3 separate regions of the Sus scrofa genome follow, and all the other regions are linked to region 3. The links are chromatin contacts, called in public HiChIP or PLAC-seq maps. All regions are on one chromosome and are shown on one strand. The core of a region is the stretch at or near the end of the contact, and the rest is flanking DNA. Distances in the headings are between cores, read along the strand shown. Region 1 overlaps MBNL1 (muscleblind-like protein 1). Region 2 overlaps MBNL1 (muscleblind-like protein 1). Region 3 overlaps MBNL1 (muscleblind-like protein 1).

Region 1 (2,700 bases), core at 171-2,670, 120 kb after region 3:
CTCCACCTACTACCAACCCTTTATTCTAATAGGTGCTCAAAATGTTTATTACTTGATATTTAGCAGAACACAAAGAACAAACTGATTTCCCTGTGTCGCCTTATTGTTAACATAGGAAAATAACTTTTTAAGTGAAAAGACCTCAGCACATAGTAAACTTTAATCCATTATTGAGAAACAGACAATAATCTCTTCCTACATTAACTGCTCCAAAAACTGTATTTACATTTAAAATCCAGTCCTCAAAATACATTTCTCTGAGACAGTCATTTCCCTCAGGCAATTTTCAGTAAATGTGGTCTCCCAGAAAGCATTCTGCAGAATTTCATCTGAAGTACATACATTTTTTTTCAATCATCTCAAATACTGGATATTCCAAATTAATTTTTGGAAAGGTCCCGCAACACCTCAGAAAGACTCCACACCTGGATTAAAGATTTGCTTTGTATTCCCTGCTATTCACTTTCACTACACTCATCAAATGTCTCAAAGTCTTCTGGATGGGGTATTGAAGACCAACTGCCTTATCTGAATGCCACTAAGTTGACGATGCAGCTTCCCTTGAAATGTTTGAACAATGAAATTCAAATAATGGTTCAAAATAATTTGGAGTAAAGGTGTCTAGTTAAAACTGGCCCAGTAAATAGAGAAGGCAAAGAAGAGTTTCTAATTTTAATACTATTTAATCTTAGCTACTTTAAAATGAATATTTTCTAAGCACTATCTATGATTCAATAAAACAAATTTTCACTTTATCTTTATAGCCAAGACCAAAACTAGAAAAGGCAAAAAATAAATAAATAAAAATAGAAGAAGAAGAAAAAGTAGAAGAAAAAGTCTAATAGTAGAAAAAGGCATGTGCTAATTGTGGTTTTCACATAATACCAGCAGTCATTTAAACAGGCAAAATAAAACACCATTAACATTAATTTCTCTAGCTCCATATAAACATGCTACATTTAAAAACACAAACAGTGCAAATTTAAAATCATTTTCTGTGGCTGTCGATCATTTAAATAAGTGGTTAATATTTATAAATAGAAATTTTCTTGGAAATTGTCTTTATTTCATGAGAATTTCTCTATGTATATTAAATACTATCATCATTCTGACATTCTCTGCTTAAACTACCTTAAGCCATTTAATTGTAAAAAGCATATAAGGACCTTATGAAAACAGGCCTATAAGCACTCCTGGAAAGCTTTCTGTTTTATTTGAAATATAACTATCGTCACAACCCTAGGTAACTGTTAACTTAATGCAACTGCTTATTTATTCCCATATGTAAATCATTCTGTTTATAAGAGTGTCTGATTAAGGATCTTTATTTCCAGGAAAAAGAATATCATGGTTACACTGATACCTTCCCTAAAATAGCAAGGTCTAAGAAGTATAAATGTCAGCCACATTGAGCACATTGCAAACTTGTTTTATCATGTATCTATCTGCCACCTGGTTTATCACTGAGGATAGTTTACACCGGTGTTCTGCATGAACTTAACAGGGAACTAGAACTGCTTAGTTGGCAATGAGACATTTCCCAGCAAAAAACAATGTACCCCTAAAGACGAAATTACTCTTACTTTAGAATTACCAATTTGGGATAAAGAATTACATGATATTCTACAGCTCACCAGATCCAGGGCTTTCAAAGAGCCTGATACAGAAATGAACCATTTTAAGAATTTAACATGTATCTTCTACTTCATCAAGTTAAGTCCCTGATAAAATATAATGTTAAGTCTTAAGTTTTACTCTGATTTTTAAAATACAGTTCTTTTATATTAAAAGAGCTGACAAGTAGCAATATGATGAACAGAGATACCATTAACAATTAAGGAATAAGAAATTTTGAAGGAAAGGTTTTACAAATTCTTACTATATGTTTAAAATCACATTTAATACCTCCCATCACCGCTAGCATCCACATCTAAGCAGCTGCTACATCCTGTGGACTCTAAGCCTGTCACCTTTCCCCAGCACACATGCCCTTTCATTCCCATTCACTATCCTTTTAGTCCCTCATTTCTATCCTACAATCTCTACTTCTCTCTAGGTATGTCTTATTCTTCCTCTGAAAAATGTCACTAAAACACAACTCCTATATGGTTACTTGCCTGGCAAAATGTCTGCTTATGTTCCCAGCGGAGGGCACCTTATTACCCTCTGTGCCCTCCAAAGTGAAGTCTCAGTCTCCCTTTCCCACCTGAGTCCTCATTTCTTCTACCAAGCGCCTCTCCCCTGGCCTTTTCTATCTTCCTTCTAGCCATTCTTCTAGAGTCTCCTCAAATGCTATAAAAAAGTGTTACTCTTCTGGATTATTCCAAATGTTTATGGTCTCAATCTATGAGTTCCCAACACAAGAATTTTTTAAATCTCATTTTTATTTTCTCACATACAAGCATGGGTTCTAGAACTGGACTACCTTGGTTCAACACATTATGCCACTTACTCGTTAAGAAATTGTGGGTAATTAACTTCTCTGTGCCTCAGTTTCCCCATCCATGAAACCGAAATCTTAAGAGTACCCATTTCATATTCTGAGGAATATGTAAAATAATTCATAAACCTTACCCTGGCACAAAGAAAGTAGTCCAAGATGTTAGTCATCACTGTTAAAGCTATTATGCTCATCACTATTCTTTGTATATGATTGTAAGCATGACAAAAAATTGGTTAAAATATGGACATTGGAGTAAG
Region 2 (2,700 bases), core at 77-2,576, 91 kb after region 3:
AGTTTCCTAGTTGCTCATTTACCTGGCTATTTACTCATCTGTATGACTTCTAATAGCTGATTTCTGTATTTCATATATTCTGCTAGGTCTTTAGAAGCACTTTAAACCTTTTCACTCATGCCCTTGGGTCCAAGCCACTTCGCAGTGGAATATGGCCTCTGATGTGTCTATGATAAATTTGATCAATTGGGTTATCTATATACGCAAATGTGTGTAACAGTGAAATGAGCAAGTAATTATCTTAAACTAAACTGCCTAATTATACAAGAGAACAAGGGACTAAACTTTTCAAAGTTAAATGACTTTTGCCAAGTTTTTGGAAAATAGATAGTAAACACAGAGGTTATAATCCCCCTCCCCCAGGAAAAGAAAAAGGATATTTGAAAAAGAAGAATTCAACAAACAACAGTCTATTTCTGTTGATCATAAGGTGAAAGCTTTTTTAAAAATGTAAGTAACCTGGCGTCCACTAAAATACATTCTGTAAGCTTTCTTTATATCAACTACCAAAATTTAAGTAAGAGACTATTGGTTAAGAAAATAGGTAGCTTGCCATTAACTACATTTTGATTCATCACTTCTGAAATATATGCCAATAGCAGCTTATACTGTTGACATTTTTCTTTTAAGATATTTTTGTTTTGGTATCTCTTTCATAAGCCATGAAAGAAATTTCCCCTCCAGCATTAAATAAAGCACTTTTTTAAAAGTTCAGGATTTCGGAAGTAACTAAAACAAATCGATAATTTGTAAGCCACTTGATTCTCAATATGAATATAACCTTTAGGCTGTTCTAAACTAAGACTGTAAGTGCAAAGGCAAAATTAAGTGAGAAAAATTAAAGTGTTTAAAATGTTTTTACATTTATAAACGAACACTGATTATTACAGTTTTTGCTTTCTTACTATTACTTTATTTCAAATATATTTTAATAAGTATATGTATATATATTCTCATTATCCTACATCCTCATTTTACTTAGCAACACATTTACTATGATACAGAATTCTGTTTTCGTATAGTAAATTCATCTAAATTAGTTATTTAAACTTCAAAATCACCAATATGTAACTAAAATACAATCAACTGATTTTCTTCCCATTCCCTTTAGTAATACGCCAATTGATTTCTTTTATGTAAATACTTTCTTGAACGGTTCGACTTTTGTTTTTAATGAGATAAATTCTTCTCTATATAAAAGTCTGCTATAAACCTAAGTCACCTGGGAGCCTGGCCAAAGTCTGAAACAGCACAGCTGAAGGGTACAGCCATTTCCCAGGGTCCTCTCAGAGAGTATTTGGTTTGCTTTCCTAACTTGCTAAAAATAGTAGATTACACAGGCTACCTCCATCTCAGGGCTCAAGAACTCACAAAACGCTGGACTACGGATTGTAGCCATACACAGAACACATTTTATTAAAGAAGTCAGGATATTACAAGTTTCTAAATTCCTTCCGTTTACTCTCTGAAACAATACAAATGATCTAGCGGTTACTGGCATGGAAACCTCATAATGCTCCCAAATTTCAGAACTTCAGGCATGAGTCACAGAATTACTTTAACTGTTCTAAAATATGTTTTGGATCTATTTTAGCCACAAAATTGAACACAGGAAGACTACTATCTAAAAGGTAGGATTCTAAACACTACATAAAGAATCGCATGTGTTAATTACAGATGTACACACACACATGAAAAACGAATATTTAGTTATACATCCAAAAATATTAAATTAATTCTTAACATAGTTGTTCCACTAATATTTAAGGAGCTATTGTTCTGGGTATGAAGTTCTACCAGAAATAAATTTATTTTTTCCCTTTTATTCACACCAAAATATTTTACCACATTTTAGACACTATAAAGTTCAGTTTCTCTTAGAAAGACAAAGAATAAGGACATTTGCACTGATTAGCTGGTACAATGAGTTCGTCTCTTAAGTAAATTTAAGATCCTGAAATTATTTGTTATTTAAAAAAAAGTCCTTGATGTGGCAGTTGAATCTTGTTAACCACACAGCATGTCATTAAGCAATGCTGCTGCTTTTACTCAAAGGGGGACTGTTCTATGGCCACAAGTGGTGAGCAGCAACTAAAAAAATATTTTGAGATGGAAAAATAGCAACTGAATTTTAATGTTTCACAATGTTTCCAAATGCTGTGGAGGCAGGTCTTCTGTGAAACCACTCAATGTCACAGCCAAGTTTAATGTCCTTCATTTTGCAGCTAGAGTGCACCATCAACTGTCTGTAGGATTAAAGATTGGATTTACTAGGAATTGGGTCAAAACAGGGTTACTTATGGACACAGCTGGTTACCGACAAGTGTAATTAGCCCTTTGGCCCTCATTTTATGGGTCCCAGTCTCTAATTACACCTAAATTCAGTCAGCTGGAATTTGGGAATACACATTCACAAGGTACAACCACTGTGCCCTTCATTGATGACTTTCAAAGGAAAGAAAGAAAAAGGCCCAGTGTAATTTGTAACTTTTGTTTATTGATCCTTAGAACTATGGCATTAAGGACAATATTATAAGATATCTTTGTTGTTGTTAATACCTTCTTTCGTATTTTACTTTGAAGATAATATCCTTAAGTCTTTGGTGAAAACTTTTAGCAAAGTGAGAGCACAAACTGGACCAAGAAGTAATGTACTGAAATAGTTAACTCACAAGTTAACTTACAACATTGGAGTGAGTC
Region 3 (2,700 bases), core at 166-2,665:
AAAAAAACAACTTCTGTTTTAATTTACTCATTGGACTTTCAGGTTAACATCAGGAACAAATGCGCAGCATCACAGAACATGAAGAAAAGAGTCATTTCTCCTCTTATTTTGCTCGGGAATTAATCTCTAGTCTCCTAAACTTAACACGAAATAAAGCAACACTAATCAATATTTAAAGCTTAATTTTCTAGATGTAAATTGCTATTTCTTCATCCAATCAACCTAAGGACAAATGCTTGGAGCTCAGGTCAACATAAGAGCAGAGAGAATTTTCTCCTACCAGTAAGAAAAAAAAGAAGCAAAAATTTACAAGTGGGTTTTCACTGAAATAGTCCCAATTTCTTAATATTATTTTACTATAGATCTAAAGTGTTTTCAAATGAAATACAATATAATAAAAATTTATATATATTTTTCCTTTTCCTTATCCCCTAAAAAGTTCATATTCACATATAAACCATGGCTTAATAATTATTGAGACTGCCAGTAAAAGAAAGGAAACAAAATTACAAACGCCCACACGCATGCACACACATGCATGCACACAATCTATTGAGTTTAAATCTGTAATTTTATGATGGTCTGAAAGGATAAAAAAGAATGTAACAGACTCTATTTCATGGCATTAAACTTTTTCTCATGCAAGTCTAATCTGATTTTAGGGAAGGGATTTCAGGTTAGACTTTTCTAGCTATTTAAAGAAGCCTCTCCAGTATTCAAATATTCTAAGCACTATTTTATAGACCATTCCTAAGTCTGATGGTGATGATTTTTAGACAAGAAAACCAATAGTGACATTTACAATATCCCAAAATATCCTCAATGCTGACGCAATATCAACGCACTCTAACTCAAACATCAGGATACTATGACTTTTTTCCCAGAGAACTTCGGAGCTTTAATTGCACAACTCCCATTAATCATCTTGAAAATGGCATAACTGAAACTCTACACATCTAGATAAGTATTATGTAACACATGAGAGTCAGGTTAGCTGCTGCTGAGGAGGTGGAGAAAGAGAAAAAGGCAACAAATCATACACACATTCTTGTTACAAAAATATCACTCCTTTCTCCAGCAGCTTTTGTCTGTGAGAGATCAGATATACATACAACTGTGACAGCAACAGTTATATCAGCATACAATTTTAGCTGATAGTCATCTGAAGAAATCTTAGCCTCCTCAGAGAGGGCCCACAAGGATCTTATATTTAGAGTTGCCTGTGATGGGATGCTGTTACGAAGCAACAGTCTCACTTTTTTCTTCTACTCATGGTCTTCTCTATCTCAGAGAATCCCACAAAAGTGTGTAGCCATCTATGAAGTGCTATAAAAGGTTTAGCTGGCACCTATTGTCTGCCACTATTCCACAGTCTTCCTAGGCTCCAAAGATGGGTCTGGCCAGCATCCCTGAGCCAAACCAAAGTCTCCATGACCTTGTGAAAGCCCAGTGACATTTGGTAGGTGCCAGCATCATTAAACAGTCCAACATTTGTTGGCTGCTTTTTTATAGCATCATAAAATTGGAAATGCCAGATCACTATGTTTCTATTATTTTTTCAATTGCTTCATTATTTTTTTGGTGCAGCAACTGTCAGACTTCTAAACTGTTTGTAGCAGAAACATTTCTGAAGTTTTAGGCATCCAAATCAGACACTCTTCAATCTTGGCTAATAATTAAAAGCCCTAACATTTACATAATAAAATTTAGAGCTCTATTTGTAGCGCATGCCTTTCAATTGAGAAATACAAAATGTTTTACAAATAATATGCAATTCATCATCATACCATTATTAGGTGGATTACAGCATGACCATCTTTATTATATCCCTAGGGCTTTCCTGAGGGTAAAAAGGAGGTACACTTCTTATGTCAAATGCACATAATTATTTCCTTGACAACCTCTTAGAAGACTCGTTTAAGCAGTTCTTTATAGAACTACTTCAGATCCTAGTGCATTGATAAAGGAAAAACTCTCCATCTTTAAATACCCCTCCAAAGGGAAGGATGAGGGGTGCTTGTCCAAGGACACATAACAAAGCCAGACCATCTAACTACAGAGATGGTGGCGCTCTTCCCCACTATGCTAGATGTATGTATTTGTACTGATGATCATGTGATCATAATTACATGTGCATGTTTTTCTAATCATTGCTCACGCTAAACATAAATGACTTTAACCAGAATAGGTCAGAATCAAATGGATGCTTTAACCCCCTTAAGTTGTGCGAAGGAAAAGATGTTTCACAGTATAGGCAACTAATTTGGAGAAGACTAATCTACCTAGTATTTCCAAAATGTAATGAAAAAAAATTAGATTCACCAATACATTTCAGTTTCTCTGTCATTCTTTTTTGTTCCCCTCAGCAGGACCTGTACTATAGGATCAATAACAGAAAATAAAATAATTGAACACCAAACAAGTGAAAATTTTGTCTCACATCATCCATTTCAACAAGAACCTAATGAAGCAAGAGGCTCTTAGAATATCTATGAATTCCACTGACCTGGCCTCTGTGATTTGGACATATCACAAATAAAGAAAAGATGATTTTATATATGGAAAAATGCATCACATACATTAAAAATAAAAAGTAAAGTGAGACAATAACATTGGGAAGATGGTAGGTTTTAAGGGGCACATCTTTTATTTAGCAATATAAAAGAAGCTAAAGGAAATCAAAGTGATAAAACATTTTGG

The links. HiChIP or PLAC-seq counts read pairs in DNA pulled down with a chosen protein or histone mark.
Region 1: an H3K27ac HiChIP or PLAC-seq map of skeletal muscle shows a contact between it and region 3. The contact joins two enhancer-like sites. A contact is called at or near these places in 6 of 47 Hi-C or Micro-C datasets (fetal heart ventricle, heart right ventricle, psoas muscle and 2 more) and 2 of 2 datasets of contacts at active chromatin or transcription factors (alveolar macrophages and skeletal muscle).
Region 2: a contact with region 3 is called in an H3K27ac HiChIP or PLAC-seq map of skeletal muscle. The contact joins two enhancer-like sites. A contact is called at or near these places in 2 of 47 Hi-C or Micro-C datasets (fibroblasts and skeletal muscle) and 2 of 2 datasets of contacts at active chromatin or transcription factors (alveolar macrophages and skeletal muscle).

The regions. Positions count from the first base shown.
Region 1 is chr13:92,524,106-92,526,805 of Sscrofa11.1, reverse strand. All of the region lies in intron 3 of MBNL1 (muscleblind-like protein 1), which reads right to left. Among named protein-coding and RNA genes, the nearest start is that of MBNL1, 34 kb to the right of the region's middle. Within about 2 kb of position 1,420, at least 3 of the 83 cell types and tissues checked have an H3K27ac peak or open chromatin away from gene starts, as enhancers often do. A contact at or near this core is called in alveolar macrophages and skeletal muscle, where this site is marked.
Region 2 is chr13:92,549,662-92,552,361 of Sscrofa11.1, reverse strand. The region is part of intron 3 of MBNL1 (muscleblind-like protein 1); the gene reads right to left. Among named protein-coding and RNA genes, the nearest start is that of MBNL1, 59 kb to the right of the region's middle. Within about 2 kb of position 1,326, at least 18 of the 83 cell types and tissues checked have an H3K27ac peak or open chromatin away from gene starts, as enhancers often do. A contact at or near this core is called in skeletal muscle, where this site is marked.
Region 3 is chr13:92,641,221-92,643,920 of Sscrofa11.1, reverse strand. All of the region lies in intron 3 of MBNL1 (muscleblind-like protein 1), which reads right to left. Among named protein-coding and RNA genes, the nearest start is that of MBNL1, 150 kb to the right of the region's middle. Within about 2 kb of position 1,415, at least 6 of the 83 cell types and tissues checked have an H3K27ac peak or open chromatin away from gene starts, as enhancers often do. A contact at or near this core is called in alveolar macrophages and skeletal muscle, where this site is marked.